Regions from separate parts of the Rattus norvegicus genome. Here region 2 is linked to region 1. Evidence: chromatin contacts called from public Hi-C data. All regions are on one chromosome and are shown on one strand. Each heading gives the region's core, a stretch centred on a gene start, on an enhancer-like site or on the middle of the called end of the contact. The rest is flanking DNA. Distances are from core to core; before and after follow the strand shown. Region 1 holds the start of Mad2l1 (mitotic arrest deficient 2 like 1). Region 2 holds the start of Gadd45a (growth arrest and DNA-damage-inducible, alpha).

What was found. A called contact is a pair of places that touch in the nucleus more often than the background predicts.
Region 2: a Hi-C map of mammary epithelial cells shows a contact between it and region 1, with 2.1 times the contacts expected there. The contact joins the promoter of Gadd45a here to the promoter of Mad2l1 in region 1. A contact is called at or near these places in 4 of 12 Hi-C or Micro-C datasets (the A7r5 cell line, the Rat2 cell line, Schwann cells and 1 more) and 1 of 1 datasets of contacts at active chromatin or transcription factors (oligodendrocytes).

The regions. Positions count from the first base shown.
Region 1 is chr4:97,233,049-97,239,396 of GRCr8, forward strand. Mad2l1 (mitotic arrest deficient 2 like 1) reads left to right here and starts at 3,461. Exons shown (of 6, transcript NM_001106594.1): 1 at 3,461-3,647; 2 at 3,992-4,138; 3 at 6,201-6,321. The coding sequence starts at 3,575.
Region 2 is chr4:97,483,732-97,490,079 of GRCr8, forward strand. Gadd45a (growth arrest and DNA-damage-inducible, alpha) reads right to left here and starts at 3,068. Exons shown (of 4, transcript NM_024127.2): 1 at 2,875-3,068; 2 at 2,684-2,785; 3 at 2,342-2,579; 4 at 766-1,444. The coding sequence starts at 2,918. The coding sequence ends at 1,331. It overlaps LOC100912188 (a long non-coding RNA gene), which reads left to right and starts at 2,460. Exons shown (of 6, transcript XR_010066176.1): 1 at 2,460-2,598.

The DNA.
Region 1 (6,348 bases), core at 2,211-4,710:
CAACATGATAAAATTGCACTAAATGTCATATGAATAACAGATAACAAAACATGGTAATGTATTCTGATAATATGCTAATTTTATTGTAGAAATTTACATTCGTTTTCAATAATGTTTGGTAATTAATTTTTACTTAAAAATAACCATGTATACAACTAGATCATTAAAATTATAAACTGTACCAGTATGAAATGTTGACTTTTCAAAGCCATTGCTAGTCTGGAGGGATGGCTTGGCAGTGACCAGTGCTAGCTGCTCTTGCAGAAAGCCTGAGTCTGGTTCCCAGCACCCAAGGCCTGTGGCTCACCATAGCCTGTAACTCCAGTTCCAAAGAATATGACACTGTCTTCTGGCCTACACAGACACTTCACTCACATGCATAAACCCACAAACACACATAAATAATAATAAAATAAAATCTTTAAAGCCACTACAAATTAATTAAATGTCATCATTAAAACATATGTTTTCTTGTTGAAGCCATGAGCCCAACATCAAGGAATTCTTAGGAAGGAGAATAGGACTTTAAGAGATTTACACTCTACAATTTAATCATTAAAAAGATGTAATATATGTGTATCCATTACACATAGTGAGGGAGCCCAAAGTAATCAGAACAGAAAACGACTGATTTAATTCTTGTTCTTCACACGAAATGAGAAGTACGCTATGTAAAATGAAACTCTGGTGTTAGAAGGTAGCTCAGTTGGTAGAGTGCTTGTAAGAAGTCCTGGCTGCGGGCTGGGGAGATGGCTCAGTGGTTAAGAGCCCTGACTGTTCTTCCAGAGGTCCTGAGTTCAAATCCCAGCAACCACATGGGGGCTCACAACCATCTGTAATGAAATCTGGTGCCCTCTTTTGGTGTGTCTGAAGACAGAGACAGTGTACTTACATATAATAAATAAATCTTTTTTAAAAAAAAAAAAAGTCCTGGTTGCAATTCCCAGCACTGAATAAATTTGGCAGGGTGATAAACACCTGTGATTCTAGCATTCCACTGGTGCAGCAAGAAGATAAGAAATACTGGCCATCTTTGGCTACATAAAAAACTTGGGGCCAGCATGGGATACATAAAAGCCTACTTTAAGAACAATACAAAAAAGAAACCAAGTAACACAAAGGTTTGTGACAAAAAAGAATTAATTTAAAAAATATACTTCAAATCCATATAATAAGATCCCTAGTATTTTCTATAAAAAACTACTTTAAAAAAATTGGCAGATGAAAATTGCACAAAAATATGATACATTATCTCCAGTTCTCTGAGAGTTTAAATAAACAGCTTAGTTTCAAGAACCTCATTTACATATATTTCTAATATGTGTGATGCACATACATTAAATACTAAAGAGAATGTAAATTCCGCGGTATATTATGATTCAGTATTTCATTCTGGGGTTCACTGCCCACACACAAATGCCTAGAGAACTATTAACTTAGTCTTTTTCCTTGACGCTAGGTGGCCCTGAAGCCTTCATTTGCATTGTTTTTCAAAGGTTTTATTGTATGGTTAAACACTGCCCTCTTCTGGTAACTTGAATTACTTGTATTACCTACACAAAATTCTTTATGGCTTATTACTGAAATTTTTTGACAAGTTATGTGCACTATTAGTTAATAAGTAAGTGCTCTTAGCCCAAATCAAGCAAATTTTTTCTCAAAAATAACCACAACAATAAGAAAGCTCACTGGCATTTTTTTCAAATAAATGTGCTATAAAAGGAGACTAAGCTAGGCAGTCTAAGTTCTCTGATAAATCTGCCACTAACTAGAAACTGGATCTTGAACTGACTCTGTAAGCACTCTAGACCTATTATAATATTGTTTGATTGAGTCTTCAGCCTCAAACTTTCTGTACTTCTAGACTTAGGGGGAAAAACACTTGTTTTTAATACCCTAGTATGAAATAGAAGCCTAATTATTCATCACATACTCTTTATATTTATTGTTTTATTAATAAAATATTGGCTTGTATTGCTTGAACTCTCTTTAGAAAAAAGGCTCAATTTCTATTCTTCCCTGTTCAAACATTCTTTCCCTAAACAATGCATAGCAAGAGTTTACAAAATTGTGAGGCAAAGTAAATTCGAGAAACTGAGTTTTCAAGTATTTTATAGTATTGCTTTTGATAAAAGGGGAGGGAGGTAATGTTAAACCAAGTGGCCAAAAGTTAATAGGTAAGACCATCGAAGATTCCAGATTTTTTTATGTTACTGTGATAAATTAGATTAAGTCCAAACACACTTGGGAAGAAAGAGCTTGGTACCTCAGTTTTATCTATGCCACCATTTCATTCTTCCTCGTATGTCACAATTTCTTTCTCTGATGTATCCCTTATACAACCTCCCTGGCATCTATTTAATTCAGGCTCTAAACTTCTTAAACCTGCACATTACAGTATTTCTAATAGTCAACTGGTTTCAAAATGCAGTCTGAGTACCAGCATTAGAAGCATTTAGGATACTTGGAAGATGTGCTATCTCCTGGACCCAATACACTGTACAATATAAAAACTGTCACATGAATCTCATGTATAATCTTATATGCTCAGGTATAGGCCTTAAATACTCAAAAAGAAACATATGACTAAAAGACTTAAAAGCAGGCTAATTGCAAAGAAAGGAAATCAAGAAGCCCTATCATTTAAATCTGATGTGAACTTATAAAATGTATGTAGTAATAGAAAACTAAAGACATTTCTAAATGATTATTACAGTGTGTGTCTGTGTGTTTGTGTATGTGCATGCGCGCGCGCGCGCGCGCGCGCGCGCGTGTGTGTGTGTGTGTGTGTGTGTGTGCATGTGCCTTGCCTCTCTCCTCCAGACATGTTGCAGACTTGGTGACAAGCATCTTTACTCACTAAGCTTCTGTTCGACCTAGTTCCCCTCATCTTATTTCTCCAGAAAAGTTGCATTTACACACACACACACACACACACACACACACACACACACACACACACACAAAACAAACAAAAAAAAAAATTAGGCTCTCCCAGACTTGAAACTATGCTCAAAGCTGAGCCTGTGCTTCAGGGATGCTCAGACCACGGGTGTGGCAGGTAGGTAACCCCACTACCATCTCAGATCCTCTTCTAGGCCACCTTATCAGAGGTCCCGCCCACTAAGGACCCTCCTGGGTACCAGGAACTGGAACCATACGCCCGAACCACTCTACGCCTGCGCATTCGGTCTGCCAGAGAGGGTGGAGCCAGGGCCGGATACAAGTCGCTTTGGGCGGGACTTAGGGTCAGCTCATCTGCGGTGCAACTGGGCTTACGGCGGAAGTAGCGTTATGGAGCGAAATGTTGAAAAGAGACCCGGTTCCCTAATGTGGGAGGGGCTTAGAAAAAACCGGAAGCATGAGGCGGGCTCAGGAAGGGATTCCGAGTTAAAAGACAGGGTTGGGGCCGGAAACTGGCGACGTAGGTGGGGTTTAAGGCTCGTTGCGCCTGCGCACAGAGCGACCGGCGGGATTCGTAGTTACTTTTGAACCGGGTGGCGGGGAATAGCTAGAGGAGCCATTAGGGCGCCATCTACGGAGGGGTTGACAGTGTTCTCCGTTCGATCTAGTGATGGCACAGCAGCTCGCCCGGGACCAAGGCATCACCCTGCGTGGGAGCGCAGAAATCGTCGCCGAGTTTTTTTGTGAGTGCTGAGCGCGGACCCTGCAGCCAAAGATAAGCTGCCTGGGCCGGGCCTTAGGACGTGTGCTAGAGCGGAACCACCGGATCCTCCCGGGGGCGGGGAACGCAGGCCTGTGCCTCCTGGAATGAAACGGGGCTGGCCTGGGGCATCATCTCACTCGCTCTTTGAAAGCTGGTGGTCTGCGTTGACATCTGAACCACATACTCTGTGTTTACATTTAGCGACCCGGTGAAATTCGACATTGCTGGGTTAAAGGTTTTCCGTGTTGTTTTGTCCCTACTCTGATTTCTGGAAGAGTTTAAAACGTTAATACATGTTTATGGCTTTATTTCTTTCGCTTTCAGCATTTGGCATCAACAGCATTTTGTATCAGCGTGGCATTTATCCGTCGGAAACCTTTACTCGAGTGCAGAAATATGGACTCACCTTGCTTGTAACTACTGACCCCGAGCTCATAAAGTATCTCAATAATGTGGTAGAGCAGCTAAAAGGTAATCACGTTTTGAGTTTTACACCTTACAAGTTTGCATTTGTAAGTGTCCCAAGTAGCTTAAAGCAACAGGCCTTCTCAAATGTGATTCTGAATTGGGAGAAAGCAAGTGATGGAGGGAATTTCCACCTCTTCTGTTTTTTAAGTAGGCTGAATGTCTTGATGTTAGGCATCTTAGAAAAGCTGCTTTAGAAATGGGTTTTATAGGTTAACCAGGTGCAACAAATTGGAAATTTTACCCAATTAAAATGATCTCATCTTTCTGTGTTTTGCTCTGTATCTCCCAATGTAATCTTACAAAATACCAATTCTAAAAGCATTGCAACTACCCTTTTTTCCCCTTTGAGTTTTATGTGTATGGGTGGTTGGTTTGTTTTAATTGTTTTCATTATAGTATTTGTTGCCTTTTTGTTAACTTCAGCATTAAAATGGCCTTTTGGTGACCACCTGAACATGGTTAACTTAACAACTCTCTTTAAGGCCGTTTTGTTTTGTTTTGCTTTTGAGATAGGTCTCTATAGCTCTGGCTGTCCTTGAACTTGCGATGTAGACCAGATTGAACTCAGAAAGATCAGCCTGGGTCTACCCCCTCCGAGTTCTGGGACTAAAAGGCATTTGCCACCGTGCCCAGCTTAAGGCCATACTTTTAAACATTCCTTGCAATTCGTATCCATAATAGAGTATCCATCAACACTTGTGCAAGTTGGGTATGAATTCACAGGCAAAAGAGGTAGGGTTTTTAAGCATAAGATCTGCTTTGAATTCTGGTGTCTGGATCGATCCTCTTTTAATCCCCTTCAGTTCACTTACTACCAAGGATGATAGTTTAAAAACACAAGGCTAATTGGTCATGCTGCTTAAAACACAGTTGTGGCTTTCCTAATTCTTAAAAGTATAGTTTCATTAATTTAACACTTAAGATTTTGTGTAGCATCTTGATTTTTCATAATTCTGTAATTAATTGACTTTATTAAAAAGCATGTACTTTGCAATAGTCTGCATACATATACATACATACATAGATACATATGCACGCCCTTGCCATTTAAAGCCTGTATTTGCCTCTCCTTTGTACATTTAATGTAAAAACAAATCCTTCCCTCACCTACCAGAGTAGTGAGATTTTTCTTGTGCTCTTATACTATCGCTCTGTTCTGACCAGCCACCACAGATGTGACTGGCAGTGGTTAGATTAAAGCCTATGTCCTATGTTCTTTCTGTGAATCGCAGTGAAGTACAAGTTCACGGCTCCGTGATGCACTGGCTTCCACCTACTAGTAATGTGGAGAATTTAAAACTTGATTAAATTGTTAGTGAAGAATTTTCTTCCTTGTGTATGAAAGGAAGGCAAAATACCACTGTGAGGATTTTGTAGGCGGGAAAGTGGGTCTTGAGCAGAGCGTCTCTGCCATAGGTTAGAGAGTAAGAGCTGCCTTGTGTGAGTCTCTGCCATAGCTTAGAGAGTAAGAGCTGCCTTGTGGGAGTGTCTGCCATAGCTTAGAGAGTAAGAGCTGTCTTGTGTGTGTCTCTGCCATAGCTTAGAGTGTAAGAGCTGCCTTGTGTGAGTCCCTGCCATAGGTTAGAGAGTAAGAGCTGCCTTGTGGGGAGTCTCTGCCATAGGTTAGAGAGTAAGAGCTGCCTTGTGTGAGTCTCTGCCATAGCTTAGAGAGTAAGAGCTGCCTTGTGTGAGTCTCTGCCATAGGTTAGAGTGTAAGAGCTGCCTTGTGGGAGTCTCTGCCATAGCTTAGAGTGTAAGAGCTGCCTTGTGTGAGTCCCTGCCATAGGTTAGAGTGTAAGAGCTGCCTTGTGGGAGTCTCTGCCATAGCTTAGAGTGTAAGAGCTGCCTTGTGGGAGTCTCTGCCATAGCTTAGAGTGTAAGAGCTGCCTTGTGTGAGTCTCTGCCATAGCTTAGAGAGTAAGAGCTGCCTTGTGGGAGTCTCTGCCATAGGTTAGAGAGTAAGAGCTGCCTTGTGGGAGTGTCTGCCATAGCTTAGAGTGTAAGAGCTGCCTTGTGGGAGTCTCTGCCATAGCTTAGAGTGTAAGAGCTGCCTTGTGTGTTGCAGAGTGGTTGTACAAGTGCTCCGTTCAGAAACTGGTAGTGGTCATCTCGAATATTGAAAGTGGCGAGGTCCTTGAAAGATGGCAGTTTGATATTGAGTGTGACAAAACGGCCAAAGAAGAAGGGTAAGTATGAACTGAATTGTTCCTGCT
Region 2 (6,348 bases), core at 1,818-4,317, 250 kb after region 1:
ATATCCAGACCCCTTGCAGCAGTCGTGGAAATGCTCGGCTGAAGCTATAGTGCCCTGGGAAGAGGCTAAGAACATGAGAAACCTGCCCTTTGTCATGGTTCTACAAAACATTCTCACTACCTTACACTGGGAACTACAGCTATTCACCCTATTAACTACCCCTTACCTCCCATGTTATCTACCTACAACACTGACCATGTCACTTCCTTCTGCAGACTGTGGCAAGTTCACAGAAGGAAGCTCGAATACATAATGGTGATGTAAGAACTCCTGTCAGCATCTGAGTCGAACCCCCACCTTTCCAACCCTCTCTCTCACTTATCTCCCTACACCAGAGGCACGCAGCGTCACCCTTGCAGGTCTCTCTGCGGGCTCTGATCTTTCATGCCTGCACCATTGCACAAACTTTTGTAGCTGTTAGCAATACCCTTTCCCTGTCTCTACCTAGAGAAACTAAGCTCATTTCTTAAGCCTCCAATAAGATGATTTTTTTCCCCTCAGTAAAAGCTTCACTTATCTTCAAGCAGCTTTGGTAACCCTCCTCTCTGCTTCTATGTTTTGCATGCAATTAATTATAGCATTTTAATAATTCATTGTAATTCAGACTTTGCAAGGTGACTCTTTCTCCATATTCCCTTTGCCCTTACCCAAACCCTCTACCATCACCCATCTTTCTGCCTGGTGGCTTTAAAGCAAAGTTTCAATACAAAGTCTGATAAGAGTCCATGTTGGAAAACACATACCACACATTGAGAAACGACACAGTTATTCCATACCAGTTTATTTTAGATAATGTGCTTCAAAAACGTTTTATCATAAATAACCTTTCACATCATAAAATAACTTAGTACGATTTATAATAAAACTTCTGAGAATTTAACATCTCATCAAAATACATTAAACTGTGGCTTGAAAATATGATTAACCCTTTTCACTTTTCTTTTATTTGAGGGCATGAAGACCAAAAAAAATACCCAAAATATTGCTACACATTTAAAGTTTCAACAAAGCAATATTTGGTTTACTTTACTGTAACCCGGCCATCCTAAATTAATAGTTTTCTTTCTTGCACAGTTCTTTGTAGTTTTTTTGTCCCTTTTGACTTGGATTTCTGTTTCCACACAGCTTCCTCCTTCAGTCTCACCTCTCTCTCCTTCTGCAAAGTCATCTCCTAGCCCTCCTGTAGTTGAACTCAGCCCCTTGACATCAGTTTCTGTAATCCTTGCATCAGCGTGGGGAGTGACTGCTTGAGTAACTACAAAGGTATTTCAAAACTTCAGTGCAATTTGGTTCAGTTATTTCCATTCAGATGCCATCACCGTTCGGGGAATCACCGTTCGGGGAGATTAATCACTGGCACCCACTGATCCATGTAGCGACTTTCCCGGCAAAAACAAATAAGTTGACTTAAGGCAGGATCCTTCCATTGTGATGAATGTGGGTTCTGAGAACAGATTTAGAAAAATTACTTCCCCATAATATGATCAGCGTATGCTACTAGCTGTACTACTTTTGAAAGGGCCAAACCCCAAACATTCTGCCAAACAGCGTTTGGCCAAGTCTAAACACCTGTAATGCACACTGAGCCACACAGTTTTGCATATTAACTACCCCACTCTTCATGAAGTTATCATTCTCAAGACTGCCCTTCCAAGCACGTACCCTGGTGGAGTCATAAGTAAAATACTTCTGAAAAACATTCTCAGGCTGTGTGCACCGTGAGAGCTGCAGGGAGGGCAGCTGAACTCTTTTATCTTTCCTGACAATGAATAGCACTTTTCACTGGCAGCACAAATAATCAGGCTACCACTTCCCTACACAAGTCAAAAGAGTACAAAAACAAAAAACCAGAAGACCGAGACAGCAGCACATTTCTTTCTGAAAACACTATCCACCCACCACACATTTTTAAGCGGTGGGGAGGAGGGTGGAGAGGGCTCGTTTAAACAAACTCAAGAGCAGCAAAGAAAAGAATTCCACTCCGTACACTTCACAGAGTATCTATATCCAGGGAGTTAATAAGGTCTGTCTCCTACACGACTTCTATCTTTAGCTTTGACAGCAAATGAAGAATGAAGCTGACTTCTTAACGAAGGGTGAACCGGGAACTTAATGTGGCTTTATCTAATCTGTTCTGCTCAAAGAATTAGTCACACGAGCTAGTGCAGAGGTAGGCAGGGGTAGCTGGGTAGCCTGCTGACTCACTGATATCATCCGCCGCTGGAGGCCACCCATGAGCTTAGACACGCTCCTCACAGTATCAGAACCCCCGCGAGATCAGCGTCCAGCTCGGACAAGGTCCACCCCAGCAGATTCTGAGCTGCAGCCCCTGGTCTCTTACCGTCACCAGCACACAGTGTAAGTCCGGGGTCTGCGCAGCGCCCCCGCTCTCAGCGGGGCTCTTGTCGTTCTCCAGTAGCAACAGCTCTGCCAGCCGACCCGGGTTGCTGACCCGCAGGATGTTGATGTCGTTCTCGCAACAGAAAGCACGAATGAGGGTGAAATGGATCTGCAGAGCCACGTCCCGGTCGTCATCTTCATCCGCAGCCAGCAGGCACAGGACCACGTTGTCCGGGTCTCTACAGACAGTGGGCAACGGTGAGTGTACAAGCTCCGGGGAGCGCGGGGTAGAAGCGGGTGGGTAAGCGGGAGGCGGGGGGCGCGGGTGGCCGGGGCCACTTACACGTTGAGCAGCTTGGCTGCCTCGTACACGCCGACAGTTATGGTGCGCTGACTCCGAGCCTTGCTGAGCACTTCCTCCAGGGCATCGCCCACCGTGTCCATCCTGCAGATCGCAGGGCGAGAGCGGGTCAGTAGGGTTCCGGGCCGCGAAGCCGTAGGGGTGGCGGCCACCGAGTCCGCAGGCACACTTACCTTTCGATCTTCTGCTCTGCGGCCGAGAATTCCTCCAAAGTCATATTGCAAGTGCGAGTCCCTCACGCGGCGCGCGGGCTGCTCCTGGCCCCCACAGTGCCCGGCGCCGGCTCTGCGCTGGCTCCCACCCTCGCGTCTCTGCTCTCGCCGGCTTCTTGCTTAGCCTCGCTGGGGAACACTGCACAGCTGCCTCGGGGCCACTGGAGGACAAAGGGTCCGATCCGGAGATATGGGGCTAGCCCTCAGCCAACCACGGCTAGCCTCATTTACATGCAGCCAGGTCATTGGGTCATGCAAATTAGCAGACTTTGACACTCTGACGCTAGCTCCACCAAGCTAGGCAGAGTTGAGCGGAAGGGGGCGGAGCTATGCGGGAGGGAGCCCCTGGCACGAAGGTGGTGCAGAAAGCCGGTTGGTGGGGTCCGGAGCCAGCTCTAGACAGTTTGTGAAGCCATCTGGTGCAGAGGGCTTTTGGAGTGGTTCAAGTGTCCTCAGCTCTGACTGAAACAGCCTGCCAATTGTTTCTCTGGTTGTGGACATCTTTTGATTGTCGTTTCGTGTTCTTTTGTGTTAAGGGACTGCTTTTTAAAATTTATTTCCAGGGGTTAATGCACTCTAGTCTAGTTGTTATTAGTAAGCATATTTTTAAGTGTTCAGACGTACCAGGCAAAGCTTGCTTCAGAGTGTTTATATGCAAGTTACAGGTTAAGCTGCTTATTCCCAGTAGTATTCTTTTGGTGCCCTGATGGCTGGTTTGATTTGGTTTTGGTTGGTTGTGAGAATTTGAAACTCCAGGGAGGAAAAAAAAAGCACATTTGTGTGTAGTGATGGCACAGTACCGAGTTGGAATCTTTTCCACAAAAAGCTGGTGAAATTTCTGCCCCACTCCTTGTAAGCTGGTGATCACATGTCTAACGAGCCAAGCTCACCGTTCTTAAAACCTTTCCTGAAGAAGGCTCCTTCTAATCAAGTAAGAGCTAAGAGACAAATTCTGTGATATTCAGAGTAACCACAGTCTAAATTCGAGATGCTCATGATGCCCCCTAGACTTCCCATCACAGAGTATGACACTGCCTTCTGTTGCCTATGATCTCACTCTGAATCATGAAGCTGTAACTATAGTTCATTTTAGCCATGTGCTAAAATTTCACCTTTGAGACATAGCAACTTGTAGGTAGAAGGCAAACCTTTATAACTGTAAGCAGGAGTTACAAATTAAAAACAATTTTTAATGTAAACTTTTACTGCATAGTTCAAAACCCCCTTTTTTTGTGAGCTTATTCAATAAATACGAAAACATTGCCTGAACCTACTAGTCACCAAGAGTGGTGAAATGGTGAAATGGTGAAATGGTTTGCATTCCTAACAGTGCTTATATTGAGGTCACTGGGCAGTTAGAGAGGTAAATTTTGCAGAAGTACATGTGACTTTTGCATCCTTAAGTGTTTATTCTTGTGGACAAAATATTTTCCAATTCTCTTAATCTTAATGGAAAATTGATAGGTTGATTTTTCTAGTTCACTTATTGGAGACAACTTTCCTTTTAATCCCTAAGTGCTATGTCCCCAAGAGACAATATCTGAGTAAAGGAACAAGCGTCAGCATGCTTGTGTACCTCATACTTATGCCTTAAATCTTTACATGAGCTATGCTTGTTAAGGAATTCCTCAGGGCAGGGGAGATGACTCAGTGATTAAGCACACTGGCTGTCCTTCCTTAGGTCCTGAGTTCAATTCCCAGCAACTACAATGTGACTCACAACCATCTATAATGGCATCGAATGCCCCCTTCTGGCATGCAAGCATACATGCAGTTAGAGCACTCAGAGAGAGAGAGAGAGAGAGAGAGAGAGAGAGAGAGAGAGAGAGAGAGAGAGAGAGAGAGAGAGAGAATGAATATGAATATTTATTCCCCAACATTGGGATTGGGCCTGGGATTCTTCCTCAATGGCAGAGCAGTTGCCTAGCATGTTCCAGGCTCAGGCCCAGGATTTGATCTGCTGCAAAACAGCAACAGGGACGAAATTTCAATATTTCGTTAGGCTTCGATTGTGGGTATTTAGAATTATCACTAAAACAAGCCTCTGGACATTGTGTAATGGACCATCTAGATTAGGTTAGCTAAGATGGGAAGACCCACTATGATGGATAAAACCATTCCATGGGCTTGGAGTCTTCACTGCATGTGAAAAGGCAAACTAGCTAAGCATGGGCATTTTGGTTCATTCCTGACTGAGGACGCCATGTGACCAGCCACTTCCAGCTCTGACTGTCAAGCCTTCCCATGATGGAGTACCGAGGAATAAACCCTTCCTTTCTTAAGTTGCTTCCACCAGGTATTTTGTTCCAGGAGCAAGACAGGTAACTGTCACTTAAACATTTTCAGCTTCATAAAACCAACATTACACAAACTGATCCAAGTCATCATTTGAAGACTAATAAACTGTGTTCCCTAGAACTCTGGGATTCTACCCATTAGACATTTCTTAGAAGTTCTCTGGAAGGATGCAAGCTGACAAAGATTTAGAGGATCATGTGACAGCAAAGACTATGACTTCATCAGCTTGGTGTCCTCAACAAGTCCTACATTCAGTAGTACAGTGGGTGTCATGAGTTGAAAATAATCTGAGAATTAATCAGCACCTCGTGATCCTACAGTCCTATGCATGAATTCTCAGAAAACTCACCTTTGACATCACTTCAAAAAAAAAAAAAAATACAAGCCCTAAACAATTTCTTGTCCTTTCTCTACAAAAACCTCGTGATCTAATTGGTATATCCATTGTATTAGTCAAGGTTCCTTAGACTAGTGGAACATATACAATGAATACACACACACACACACACACACACACACACACACACACACACACGCACACACATATGAAGGGGATTTAGTTGACTTACATGCAGTCTACAGTCCAACTAATCCAACAATGGCTGGCTATGAACAAAGTCCAAGAATCTAGAAGTTGTTCAGCCCATGAGGCCAGATGTCTCAGCTGGTCTTCTGTATGTGCTGAAATCCCAATGAAGTAGGCTCTAATGGCAGTGAAGGAATAGACTTGCAAGCAAGGCTAGAGCGAGCAGGCAATGAGCAAACACTTCCTTTTTCCATGTATAAGCTTCCAACACAAGGTGTGGCCCAGATTGAAGGTATATCTTCCCCACCTTGTCTTGTCACCTCAAGATCCAGATTAAAGGAGCGTGTCTTCCTGCCTTAAGATCTGGATTAGAAGTGGATCTTCCTATTTCAAATTAAGCAAAGAATTTCTTCACTTGAGTGCTATGTTTTTGAATTTTAGATAATTCCAGATGTAGTGTAGTTGACAACCAAGAATCGCCATCATACATATGTTTCAACTGGATTTTAGGACAAAATGGTATTCACTGTCATCAGCTAGCTAAGCTGAAAGCCCCTGAATGGAAGCTGTGGGATAGTAGAGCCATGCACTGTTTATGCCAATTCAGATGA